Regions from separate parts of the Hordeum vulgare genome. Here region 1 is linked to region 2. A link is a contact called in public Hi-C data. All regions are on one chromosome and are shown on one strand. The core of a region is the stretch at or near the end of the contact, and the rest is flanking DNA. Distances in the headings are between cores, read along the strand shown.

Region 1 (7,242 bases), core at 473-2,972, 68 kb after region 2:
CCCACTCTCGGTGAGCCATATATTGTATAATTTTATATCTAGGTCATCAATTTTTTTCATAAAGATGTGTCTCCGTCACGAGTTACCATAAAACTGCCAAACTCACCTCTTTTCGTTTCTCTTATGTTAAGGAAGGGCTCCACATATTATCGACGAGTTTGATGCACACGCCGTTCATGTTAATCATATTCATAAAGAAATATAAAGAAACAATTATCATCATTTTATGTAGGTTATCATCGTCGTATAGTGTGACGAATCGGTAATTCATGTTATGTCTAACTCTTGACTTTTTCCCTGCATGCCATCCATGCTCAAGAAATGCTGATACTTTTAGCATATTTTGTCAACTTACTTGGATATCCTAACTGCAATCAAGAAAAGTGTAGAATATTTTGGTCAGGTGTTAAGATCACTTTCCGGGAGAGAAATCTATGCAAACTTATGATTAAGGATGTTTGGTCATATAATTTTATCGTCGTAGTCAAACGAAACCGTCGTACAATGCCAAAATGAACTTTCGTGATCTCGGTGCTCATAGGATAAAACTCCTGGAAAACATACGCAAGCATATTACGCATCGCCGTCGGACATCAATAGCCTGCCAACTAATTTACATTACTAGTATATTTTTCAGGTCTCCATGTTTCTGATTTTCTTAATGAAAACCAGGGAAACCCTTTTCATCTAAAATTAATCATTTTTTTCCAGCTAGAGCTCTGTCCATAATACAGCCCCGCAAAGAATGAGGTAGCCATGTACTCCTCCTACATGACTGCCGGGTAATTACAGAGATGCACACAAGATGGGAAAATGTTTTAGCTGTTGTTTTCCATGTCATCCGTTGGTTTGAGATGCCGCTGTAAATTGCAGCGCAGCGAGACATGGCCCAATAAACACGTGCGTTTGCCTGGTGACTGAATCATCTGATGATAGTCCAATTCGCTATCTTATTCTTACGTGTGATTTTCACTCCAAATATCTGAGCTTTTCACGCAAACCGCGAGATGCAGAGAAGTTCTTGTATGGACCCCCGGCAGCACAGCTATGTCCCCCATGTTCCCACGATAGACAAAATTGTACTCTTTTTGTTTAGAACAATCGTTGGAAAAATATCAAACCCGATGAGGGAGCAAAAAACATTGCTATCGCGGTACGTAGCAGGTTCACTGATTGTTGCCAAGATCAAGCATCCATCTTCCCTGGCATCCCAAGATAAACTATAATACCATCTCTATCTGGTCAGTGATGGTAGGAGGTTAAATTATTCAGCCTTGATAGAATCGGGACATGGTTCGTTGCTTGTTGAGCTTTTGCTTTTGCATCGGTTTAGGAGTCGGGCGTGTTCGGCTCCATCGCCGGTCCAAGCAATGGCTTCTCTCACACTGTGTAGCAAAGCTGCGTGTCTAGTGAAGCTCAAACCAATTGCTATGCCAAGTGCGAGCCTCTTTGTTTTGTCAAAAAATTAAGTAAGATGATATGGACGGCGATTTATTTCGACTTGCACGCAAGCCTGAATGTATTTAGCTTCATGTCTATTAGGCTATGATTATACCGAGGATAGTACTTACCAGTGAAGGCTTTTCCGTATAGTAGTACTTGGAAAGGGACATCATGTATTGTGACTGGTAATAAATTATAAAACACCCTAATCATTTCCGTTTAAACTACAGCAGAAAGGAGACAAGGAACCGCCTACCTACCGAGCACAGCTCCACGGCTCCATCTGTGGTGAACAGGAATCCACACGGAATCTTTCGCAGAAGAAACCGATTCAAGGAGGAGTCCCTGTCCGGTCCAACAATCGGTTGTGCTGTTTCTGGCTTTCTTTGCAGGTAGAGATCAATCATGAAGAGGAGGCCGTCATCTTCATAGGTAGAGTACCACTGAAAATGCCCAGACGGACGAACCGTAGCTAACTAGGCGGCCAAAAACAAAAAAAGTGGCAGGAAATTCTGTGTGAAGCACGAATTGTTAGATTTGGCCCATGTCATGCGATCATGTCCATGCGCATGCCGTATGGCGTGGCGCCCCCTTGCGGCAGCGTACGAAAGCCGTTCCGTGCGGGCTCTCTTCCCGGCCGTGCAGCACGAAGGGCGGGTCACCGTCGGATCACATGCACTGATGCACAGCAAACAAGGCATTTAAGAACACTAGAGCCGGAGGCATCCAGTGATCCAGGCAACATGCACTACTCCAGGATACGAATCTCACACAGAGGTACAGTACCTGAGGAGAAAAAAATCCCGACCGAACTTCCAGTAGACAACGACTGATGAGTGATGACCGAGCTAGTAGCTGGTTAGGTTGGCCGTAATTCTCAAAATGTTCTCTTTGCAGTGCAGTTTTCACGGCACCCGCAGACACATTATTAGGGCCAAGATGGCCGGACCTTGGACAAAATTTCCACCCATCACGATCCATTAATTTTTGGCAGTTCAGCCGTACGTCCGTCCGTCCAACCAGACACCAAGACCGGACCGGGCCTTGACAAGGAGACCCCACCCCACATGCACAAGGTGAGCCACAGCCAGCCTGCCTGATGAGAATACCGCAGCCCCTGTGCTGTGCTTGAAAAAGCCTTCTCGACCGAAACACTGCGCATTTGCTTCCCCTTCGCGATAATATGGGAGGGAGCGCCAACAGTTTTATTTCATCAACCAAAACTGGCCAGGAAGCGATGACGCCGACGTGATGAGCGGTGGGCGTCGGCGGCCACACGGCACGGGGCGTTCCGGCAAAGCCAACAAACCGCCGCTGCGGATGAATGAGATCTGATCCGTTCGATTTGCTGGACCAGGTTCGATCCGGTCTCCTTCCGCACCGTGATAAACTGATGATGCGGATATTTATTCTGAACTGGTAACAGTGCACGTGCGTTAATCGAATGAATTTCCTCATTCATCAGGTTGTATTAAGCTTGCACGTGTAACACACGTTTTATTGAAATTTAATGAATAAACAATATTTAAATATATGAAGCTTACATTTTAAGTTTACATATAGTCTCTTGCACAAGCAAGGATTTAGCAAACATTCCATATACTCTACGAAATTTAAATCTTGACTAGATATGTACTGACTTTCCTAAAGCATATTGATATCAAATCCGTCACCAGCATTCACAAATCAACTTTCCTAAAGCATATTGATATCAAATCCGTCACTAGCATTCACAAATCAAGAATCTTAATAAACATCCGTAACATTTCTTCCTTTCTTAGCCAATAAAATATGTATTATAATTCATAGGCATCTACAAATCGTATATACAAGGTAGAATTAATCAGAATATATTTTCACAATATTATGACAGCTATTGTTCGCCACTATTTAGCTGCTAAGACCATCGCCAATGTTGACCGAAACACCACCTCCAGGCTGAATCATGTTTTCCTGCATCATTTAGCGCATAGAATATCTTTCTTGTTTCCAGGCTACATGTTGTTTTTGATCAAAATCAATAATTTAGTGACAATTGTTCTTCGCAAAATCAACAGTTTGCTTGCTCCTTGTCTCAACACATAAAAATAAAATCAAATATATCTTAAGGTAAGTAAATATAGAAATTTCATCTAAAAATAAAACATAAAAGCTATGTCAGCCATATGAGAGTTTCATTCTGATTCCGGCAACCTCATTTGAAATCTCAACAAATTAAAGTATAATGTGCCTATTCATTAATTACATTATAATTCAAGTCCATTTATGCTATAAAGGAATAAATCAGATCTATATAAATATCATGAATATAGAATAACAAACCGCAACATAAATATATTATTTACAACAATAATTCCAACTGAAAATCAGTAAGCGAATCTATGTAGCAAATGGATAAACGGTTAGGATCTTGCAAGAAAAAAAAGATACCACAGTAAATCTTACACATACACAACTGCACATCTTCACACAGGAGACAACAACCTTGTCGGTGTCAAGACATTCAGAACAAGAATCCTTCCTCAAAGGATGCACATAATAGCAAGCTGCAAATGCAAGTTCATAGACCTAAGCAACAGGGTAATGATGGCCACAACGCTAGAAATCACACTAATAATACTGTAATACATATACGTCATCTACACTCCATCGTTCTTCCTAGACCTGACAAGAACACACCTCAACAAGCAACCGATACACGCTTAATTTACACATGGAAATGGAATTTATCATGGATAGAGTTACCCTTATCTCTGTTAGCTAAGCACTCAGGACCACCTTTGGTTTTATTATGGCATCCCTTCTCCTTCCTGTCAGGATCCTCTTGAGCAAGTTGGGGTTCCCCTTCTGCTTGCTTGGGACAACGGCCAGTGATACGGCCTTGGCAGCAGCTTCTTTTTCTTGCAACTTTCTCTCACATCGTAAGGTTTGGCGGATGGAACCACTGGTGTGGGGTGAGAATAATACGATACTGAATCATCACCTCCCTCGTCGGCAGAAAATCTTCTTTCATGTGGTGGCCTTATTTCTAAGCATATAATCTCCTTGGTCTTCGGGGAGCTGAGGTCATCAAATCCCTCGTCATCGACGGCTAGCATCTCATTCAGTGACTGAGACCGAGGTTTTCGCTCTGGAAGGACCAAGGTGGCATCCTTTGGCGATGCAAGTGCTTTTAGTTTCTTTCCTAGGCTTAGGATTGTCTCCTGACACTCAATGAGCTTCTCTGATGCTGTCGAGATCTACAGCTGCTGTGTGAACAAGGGGATTAAATGTTAACTATAGAAAGTTATTTACTGGTAAACTGTCCAAATGAAGGTAATAACTCATGGACTAAAGATCCCTCCAAAGCAGGGTGTACTCAAGGAACCAGCAAATTGATTGAATGGATCTGAAAACATGTTCAATTCTTTCCAGTGGTTTCACAACAAGGGCAGTCAAGTCGGGTATTTTTCCATCATATATGGTCACAAAATTGTAATATACAAAATGAACATAATAGAGAAAAGACAACATCAATATGGAGCAAATTTCTTACATAAGACTGTAAATTCAAATATATATTTTCTTTCTCCTAAAAAAATAAGCAATCTTTAAAACAACAAAATTTAACAAATAAGATAGTGTAGATCTTACCGTTTGTAGATTTTTGTCTTTATTCCCAGCAACACGTTTTGAGTCTTCTTCAGTAGATTAACTGCCTCCCTCTAGATTGCCCTTGTTTACCTGAGAGTAATTGAGCACGTGCAACGCACGTCTCCACCAACACACATAAAATCCGTCTGAATATAAAGTATAAATTTGTATTCTATAAATTCTGAAAAATGGAACAAGGCATGACAAAGAAAAAAATTGATGCACAACAATGTGTGTTTTTAACATCAACTCGTAAATGATGTCAATGATTCAAGAACATAACATCAGATGGACATAAATATACTGAGTAATCATGCATGCAGGGCATGTCTCAAATAGTTTATACACTAAATCAAACATAAGGGACCTTACAAATTTTATGGTAAAAGAGCCAAGGGCACAAACTGACAAAGCAAACAATTCTACCCCAGATATTCAAGCATGTGCAACCTATTCCAGATTCTCCGTTCCACATAAGCACAGAAATGTGAGCATGTGTGTGTGTGCGATGATATGTTGTATGAAGTATAGCATCTTACATATGATGTATTGCTACAATTGATCAAATCAAGATAAAGTAAAGTAGTAAACCAATGAGACCAATGGGGGCACATGAACATTATGTGCCAATATGAACATTACAAGTTCGAGCCTAGGTCTTGTCAAAAGCACACCGAAACGCCCTGGTTAGTAGCACGACGTGAAAAGGGATAGCGACAACATAAGCACGAATGATATACCATCTAACCAGCAGCCAGTCCCAACACATAAAATGGGACAAGGACAGGTCACATTTTATGACAGCAGACTACACTTAACACGTCGGGTGCGGCACGAAAAATGCAACGTGATAACAATGAACAATATTATTGTATAACTATCAGCCGATCCAGACATGTCCAGTGACTGTCAATTGCATACTGAAAGAGCTCCAATCCGCTGCCACGGGCTAGACGGAGAGAATGATCCTGCCCTTAGATACTCGGGCCTGGCTTTGCAGCCGGTTGTAGGCTGGCCGCCCGACGCAGGCACGAAAACGGGGGTGAAACAGCAAGAGCGCGAACTGGAGGAACCCTAACCCGAGCGCAAATTTTGTAGAGTTTCAGACAAAAAGAACTAACTCTAGATATATTATGCTCATTTCGTCAACAATAAATTTTGGTAGAGTTTCAGACAAAAAAGAACTAACTCTAGATATATTATGCTCATTTCGTCTTTAAACGGGGACGGTTAATGCGCGGACGACGTGTGCGGCGAGACGACGTGCGAGGTTAGCGACGATTAGCGCTAACGAAGATTCGTTAGTTTCGTAGCAATAGTAGCTAAGCAGTAATTTGTAAAAAAAATCAGAATTGCAGTACTTGGTGTCATAAGGTGGTTATGTTCTTGGCAATAGTAGCTAAGCAGTAATTTGTTCAATACAGGTTAAAACATGCTCAGTGAACCAAGGTAAACTACAAAGGAACTAACTGCTTCAACCGAAAGTTCGATTCTCTATGCAGAAAAAAGGAACAAAATTGAAGTAATCTAATACTTTGGACCTACATCCTAGAAGAAATGAAGTACCAACCAGGTTTGCTCGCAGCAATTTCTTCTACACTGGTAGAAGATGTTTGGGTCACTTGGCTATCATTCCCTCCATCATCTTCGTCATCCAGACTAAGAAGCGAGAACATGTTCCCAGCCTTACTCATTTACCGATTTCCTTCTGTCTGGTATAATCAACACACCTGTTCCTGTATCACCTAAAGCACCCAACTCCTCGATTAAAAATGAGCCTTTGTATATATATAAAAAAGGACGGTAACATAATAATATCCATGGAACTCAAATCAAGCAGAGCTGTGTGCACCGAATGAGAAGTTTAATAGGATTAATGAAAGAGAAAGTTGATCATCTGCACATTTGGTTGCCCCTCTTTACACCCTAATTCTAATTATTTGCCTTTTTATAATTATACTATAATACCCATTACCCTTTCCTTTCTCCTAATTTCTTTGTAGCTAACACTCAGTTTTTCTTCTCCGAGTCCATCGCTCTTACTGCTAGACCTAGTTCGACGACCCAAGTCAGACCGACCTGGATGTCTGTTTACCTATCCCACAACGACCAAAGTCAGTGAGAACCGACCTCGATGTATGTTTACCCTATATCCCACAATGGAAG
Region 2 (7,400 bases), core at 4,626-7,125:
CGCAAATCCCACCACAACAACTAATGATATGGAAGAATATGAGAGGAAGAATGGAGAACACCAAAGAACTCCAAGATCTAGATCCAAGGGGTTCCCTCACAAAGAGGATAAAGTGATTGGTGGAAATGTGGATCTAGATCTCCTCTCTCTTTCCCTCAAGAACTAGCAAGAATCCTTGGATGAATGGAGAGTTAGGAAGCTCGAAGAAGGCCAACAATGGGGGGCAAATACGAGCTCAAAGGATAGAGTTCAATGGGGAAGAGGCACCCCTTTTATAGGAAGGGGAAAATCCAACCGTTACTCCCTTGGCCAGCACACAAGCGGTACTACCGCTCCAAAAAGCGATACTACCTCCGATAAGAGGTAGTACCTCTCATGGGAGCGGTACTACCGTTGCGGCTGTGAGTAGCAGATCGGGAGGGAAGGTAGTAGGGAGGACCTCGCAATAATCGTAGCTATGCACGCCAATAAAAACCGAGGCACGATGGTTCGATTATGGATCGTCACAAATTGTGGAGGGATAAGATCGATGTCACGTAAGAAAAATCTTGATTTTCACAATGCTCAGACGACGGCTAGGAAAAATGTGCACAGAGCTTTTGGGATACACACGCAAACAAGATCGGCTAGGGAAGAGGTGTTTACTTGCTTGATTTCGTTATAACACATCTATATGTTACATAAGTATTACACATCTAAATTATGTATCATTGATATTACATGGAGATTATGTGGATATGTTTATAATTAATTTAATTATTTGGATGTGTATGTCATATCTAATTATATCATAAACATTTCCTTGTCTACTAGGCTCTCCCCTTCTATCCGACTTGCTTCATCATCGAGCTGCGTGTATAGTTTTTTTGATACGTAAAGTTCCATCCATTAGAGACTGGTTGCCTTTAGTTTCCTTGCTGTGGACGTGCTACAAGTAGAAGACTCCAATCGAGACAGTTACATAAACCATTACAGATAGGTAAAATTGTACTTGTATAATAAAACGCATTCAGACAAAGTTACAAAGTACAGTACAAGAGTTATTCTTTTCCGAAATCCACATGAACTCTAAATCCAGGAAGAGACGGATGATTGTCCACTATATATTAAAAGACTTTCGGCGAACTTTTATATAAGATCTGGTCATTTTCGAAAAAAAAAACTTGCATGAGCATTTTGGACAAATTGTTAATAGATTGGCAAAAATGGAAATACATGAGTGCGCATCCAGGGAATCGAACCCTGGTCAGTACCGTGGGAGGGTACTATGATACCACTACACCAGATGCGCTTTTATGATAACTTGCCTCCTGTAACCTTAAAACACACGTAACTTAACGTGCTGCCACAAAGATATACGCAACAAGAAGCTCTAGAGTAAATTGTTTATGTCTAGAACAAATACGGTTCTTATGTTGACGAAATGCTCGCAATGTACATAAATTGTTCATATCCGACAAAATCCTGTTCTTATGTTGACAATGATCGCAGTGTATATGCAATTGTTCAGGTCCGGTAGCGAAAACGGGAATGCGTGTGCATGGTTCGTGCAATAGCCTCCCGTCGATGCACACTGCGCGTACATAAAATACAACGCGTACTGAGAAACACTTCATAAATGTCAATGGAACATTACGTTTTCGCTGGAAGAACAGGTTGACATTTACAAAGCACAACAGTATATACACCAAGTCAATCTCATGATGTTGGCTATTCTACTGTAAGGACAACAGATTATACGGAGAGTAGGGTAGCGCAAAAAATCCCTGTCCTATGCCCGAAAAACAACAAAAGAATCATGTATTGTCAACGACAGTTAATGTCTTTCGAACATTGCTATACGACACTATGACCTAAGCACAGATGCCGTTTTCGCTGCCAATGGCGCCCACCTCACGCATCTTGATCACCTGGAAGCTGAATAAAAGGCAACTGAATCAGTAGAAGAACATTCATAAAGCCATACAACAGAATGAATGCTTCCGACTAATCTTTGTAAAATTAGTCAGCATCAAACTGGACCTTAGCTCCTACAACCAAACAGATTTTCAAAAAACTAGGTCACAAATATGTGAATGCCAATAGGACCAAGAGATGCCGGCATAAAATGCTGACTCTAAATTCTGAAAGGGCAGTAACCTAATACTATCACAAAGGAATCATGTTCAAGTGCTATCGCCAATATGTTATTTGAATATCTGGCGAATATGCTTGCGTAAAACATCTAAATGCTGCCGCCTACTATTTCCTGCATGCATCTTGTTTTGTGCTTGTTGACAAAGAATATCAAATTGAACATGATTAAATTTTGATGACATTTGTTACTGCTAAAGTACACAGCTGCATTTTGTTCTGTTCAGCAAATATGAAGTAACTTTCAGTAAATAAAACATAATGGTGATCTTTTATGGACCCACGCGAACCTAATGTAATCTTGCCACATAATGTGTTCCTAGACCACCACCTATGCTTCAGTTATGACATCAGCTGAAATAAGAAAGTGAGTCAGATTTGTATAGAATCGCTGAGATGGTAACAGAACGCCATATAGTAACATAATAAATACTCCTAGACGGAAAAAAAATCATTTCCTTGACAGAAGAAGGAAATAGCATGGGTTTTTGAGAGAATTCCTTATTTGGCCCTTTCTTAAATTCTTCTTCCCTATTTGGCCCTAAATATTATTTTTTTCCCTATTTGACATCTAAACTTCATTTCCTTCCTAATATGGCCCTGTAGTGCAATCTGAACACTAACGGTGTTAAATGTGGTTGTAAAATGACTCTTTTGCCCTTGATGAATTGTGGGAACAAAAGTTACTCTCTAGTGTGTGTGACATATTTAAGCCAATAAAAACGTACCAGTAGCTCAATAACCGTTGAAAGCATCCAAAATGGAACTACTGGTACGTTTTTATTGGCTTAAATATGTCACACACACTAGAGAGTAACTTTTGTTCCCACAATTCATCAAGGGCAAAAGAGTCATTTTACAACCACATTTAACACCGTTAGTGTTCAGATTGCACTACAGGGCCATATTAGGAAGGAAATGAAGTTTAGATGTCAAATAGGGAAAAAAATAATATTTAGGGCCAAATAGGGAAGAAGAATTTAAGAAAGGGCCAAATAAGGAATTCTCTCTATAAACTTTGCAAAATCCTACTAATCTGAACTCCACTTGTGCACCTGAAGTGCATAGCGTGTCATTGTGCATACAAAATTAGCAGCTACATAGAATACAGTCTCTGCATGCTTTGCAGAAAAAGAACAAAAGAAACATTCGGCATACAACAAACTAGGGAATACCATATTGAGGGTTATTGTGGTTATGCTGTGCTTCCATCTGACAGTCCTGCTCTGACTGTGGAGATTCATCATAATCTTGAATAGTTAAAGTAAGTTCCCCGTCTTCGCCAAACCACAGTTGCATGTCATCAAAGTCTGGTAGAGCAGGCATGTCAGCAAAAATGTCCCCGGATGAACCTTGTGTGTTGAGGTTGTCTGAGGTCGTTTCAGTGTCGATGTCCATGGGCATGTTAAGTGGAGGACTTGAGATTGGTTCTGCGGTGGCCGACAAATATGCTTCATCTGCTATTACTTGGCTAGAGGTTTCAGGGACAGGGGGGCGATACTGAATAATTTCGGCCCCTGCGCCAGAAGTCTCCTGATCAGTTACAGGACCCTGCTCTAGAGCAGGGAACCTCCTTTTCTTGTTTCCATCCTCATAACGCCAGCTGTTCCTGCGCTGCTGCTGCTGCTGCTGCACAAGCTGGTTGAGAAGACTAGGGTTCTGGACAACGATTGCTAGAAGTGCCATCATCTGCTTCTGGTTCTGTTCCATTAGTTGAAGGCGTTGAATCAAACTCTGGACTTCAAGGTTAGAGCTTTGCTGGTAGTGCCTGAGATCCACAAGCTGCTGCATTAGAAGAGCTTTATCCCTCTTAAGGGTTTCCACCTCCTTTACAAGCCCGCCATATCTTCCTATTTCAATATTTTCAGTACCAGGTGAAGCTTTGACAGGTGCCTTCTCCAACTCACGACTTGCTTCCTGAGGTCTCTTCTTTCTCTTAATGATTTTCAGAAGATGCTTTTGGCCCCTAAGAAACCCCTCATTGGCCCACTCCCATCTATCAGGGTCAACTTTACGAAATCCCTAGATAGCAAGAAGAAGCATGGATAAGTTGACCAAATAAATGCATAAAACCGAAGATAGAGAAGATAGAGTGCATCCAAAACATACAACAGCGCTATTTATGCAAGGTTTTCTGAAGATAGCAGATCATGTGATGCTTCCACTGATTTCATTGCAGTGTTGAAAGTTACTCCCTCTGTACCTAAATAATTGTAGTTGGGCAGAACTAGACTAGTTTTCCCCAACTACAATTGTTTAGGTACAGAGGGAGTACATGCTTCATGAGGAAGTTTTACCAAAAGTATATATGGAGCCAAGAGCAGCAATTCATGTGGTCCATACAAAATCTTTAAGAGCAGGTATACAATCCAGTGACAAAAAATCAGTCTGCTCTTGTACTCAGCAAATGGACATGAAAGAATCGGTATAAAAATTGGAAGGAAAAGCTGGTAAGTATTGAATCCCTGGCTGCAAGAATCTGGCTCCAGCCACTGGATACTGATAGGCACTCCTCAAAAGCACAACATCATTCATCAAATACCTTTGGGTATGTAAAACAAAGTTCCAATCAGCATAAAAGAAATGCTCACACAGAAGATTAGCTGTCAGCCAATGATATTATGTCAATGCAAACCAAACATTTATTTGATTTCATTCAGAAACACCACAGTCAGGATACTATTTACGTTAAGCATGAAGCGAAGACACTACATGAAGTAGCTTCTTTCTCTTATAATACTATATAAATAAAGTTCCGTAGATGCCAAATATATAGAATCCAAAATACAGAAAGGAGTTTCGACAGCATGCATTCCATACCAATAGCACTAGAGGCAGGTTCAGCAGATAGTTATTTTGATCAGATCCACAAAATTCCATTGGTCACAAGCACAACTGTATTTCATATATATAAAGAAGGCTGCTAAAAGCATTTTGACTAGTGAATACCAAAGCATGGACAGATTTGGCACAGCTGTTTTAGCCCGGATCGTTAAGTCCCCATATTACTCCAATTCAAAATGTATTGTCACAACAAGCACGAAATTGAACATAGGAACAGCCTGTAACAAACAGGCATCGAGAGAAAATGATGACGCGTTCAAACAGGTTTGTCCAATTTACATCGGAAGCTACCCCAGAGAGTCAACTGCTGACAAAATCCTCAGCTAGCCGCAACAGCACATTACGAATATACTCCCTCCGTTCCTAAATATAAGTCTTTTTAGACATTTCAACAGGGGACTACATACGTAATAAAATGAGTGAACCTACACATTAAAATATGTCTATATACATCCGTATGTAGTTTTCTATTGAAATGTCTAAAAAGACTTATATTTAGGAACGGAGGGAGTATATATTTACAATAAAGGAAACATGCTCCGCGATAGCAATAGCACCCAATTCAACTCAAAATCATCGGAAAGGGGCGAGGAGGGCGAGCGAGGGGATCTCACATAGGTGTTGAGCTGGCGTATGAAGCTGCTGAAGTTGTTGTGCTTGAAGTGGTGGCGGAGCAGGTCGCGCTCGAAGGCGTGCGCGTCCCAGATCACGAAGCTGTTGCCGGCGTCGGACCACGACATGACCCTGTCGGTGGCCGCGTCCGAGACCATGTCGTAGACCTTGGTGAGGAACGGCGCCACCTCCGGCGGCTTCGGCACCGCCCCCACCGGCGCCGGCGCGGCCCCGGCCGAAGAGGGGCCCGCGGCGGAGGGCGGGGGCGAGCCTTTGCTTGAGCCCATGGCGGAAACCCTAGCTTCCTTGGAGATTGAGGCGGCGACGTGAGGCGAGACGGGAGGAGGGAGGCCTATCGGAGTGGGGATTTCGGATGATTTTGGTTGAATTTTTGTGCGCGTTGGGTCGGATTTGGGGGGCTGCGACTTGTTCCTGCCTGTGCTTGGGCTGCCTTCCTTCAGGATTAAGAAAGAAAGGAAGAAATCTATGGAGTTCAAAACGAGAGGAAAAAAAAAATGTGTGGTAGGGTAGGTGATATTTGTGCGTGCGTCAGACCACGCAAGGCGCGTGCCCGGAAATTGCTTTAGAATAAAAAAATAACGCAGAAAAGAAAAGCACGTACGTGTTTTCGACTTACAGCTGCGCCCTCGTGTTTTTATTCGACGATGACTTGTGGGCCTGAGTGCGTCGGGACCCACGTGTCGGCGTGCGAGAGTTACGCGTAAGGCGTGACGATTTCATGTGCGGCGAGAGTTTTCCGCATTTTGCGCTTCTTCTTTTTTGCTGTGGGGCGGAGGAGCCAGTTTGGTTGCGTCGCGTCCCGCTCGATGGCATGGGCGGGGCCGGTGGGAGCTGGGAAGCAGCGCTCCGTTCGAACAACTCTTAAAGAAAAGGACGAAGGAGGAATTCACACGGAGAGACTGATATGTGGCCCTGGAACGACGGGCCAGATGGCAAGTACGGGTGTCGCGGTCATGCAGGGGCAAGTCGCCGACGTCATTGCTGTCCTTGGGCTTGGAGTTAGACTGGACTGGAATTACACTGTCAAACTCGTTTCCACACGCAAGGACCAGGAGCTCGTTCAGTCCAGTCTAGTCCAACGTTAGATGGGCCTGTTCGACATAGAGGCTTGGACCGGCCGAATAACATTTGCAGGAAACTAGGCGTCAACCGAATGATTACGACAGATTCAGGTCATGTTTGTTTTAAAAAGTCATAGGTTTTTTTAATCATAACTAAATAAATTCTAGTCACTATCTGTTTGGTTCCAGGGATTAAATATAAACTTCAGGTTATTAAATAATATATTAAAAGACCATGTTCCCCCTATAAATGGACTAGAGGTCATACCTGGCCAAACGCTGGCCCGGCACGGCACGCCCCGTGCTAAACGTGTCTGGTCCGACAAGGCCCGCCGATGCACGTTTATTAATCGGGTCGTGACGTGCCAGCCAGTGGGTTGTGCCTCCAAACCCAGGCACGGCCCCGTTACTAAACGAGCCGGCTTGTTGGTCCGATTAGCACGCTGGGCTGCATAATTTTAGCCTCATGGGCTTATTGTTAGGCTTATTGGAACATATATTATGTATATATATGTATATATATATATATTAAAAATATCTAAAAATATGTATAAAAAAGGATCGTGTCGTGCCCAGCCTCCAGGCCCAGGCATGACCCGTTCAAATCGTGTTGTGCGTGGCCCATGGCGGGCCATGTCGGCGGGCTCGCGGGCTGGCCTGTTTAGCCCGGCCCGTTTGGCCAGGTATGCTAGAGGTTATTAAATGACATTCTAAAAGGAGGGACACTGT

The links. Hi-C and Micro-C count contacts between places; a contact is called where the count stands out from the background.
Region 1: a Hi-C map of leaf shows a contact between it and region 2, with 5 times the contacts expected there. The contact joins the enhancer-like site here to the promoter of LOC123449265 in region 2. A contact is called at or near these places in 3 of 6 Hi-C or Micro-C datasets (leaf and seedling).

What each region holds. Positions count from the first base shown.
Region 1 is chr4H:525,215,714-525,222,955 of MorexV3_pseudomolecules_assembly, forward strand. No RefSeq gene overlaps it. Among protein-coding and RNA genes, the nearest start is that of LOC123449265, 70 kb to the left of the region's middle. Within about 2 kb of position 1,723, at least 3 of the 3 cell types and tissues checked have open chromatin away from gene starts, as enhancers often do. A contact at or near this core is called in leaf and seedling, where this site is marked.
Region 2 is chr4H:525,143,737-525,151,136 of MorexV3_pseudomolecules_assembly, forward strand. It overlaps LOC123449265 (heat stress transcription factor A-9-like), which reads right to left and starts at 5,876. Exons shown (of 2, transcript XM_045126412.1): 1 at 5,592-5,876; 2 at 3,298-4,155. The coding sequence starts at 5,876. The coding sequence ends at 3,298. TRNAG-CCC (a tRNA gene) reads right to left here and starts at 1,291; the gene lies at 1,221-1,291.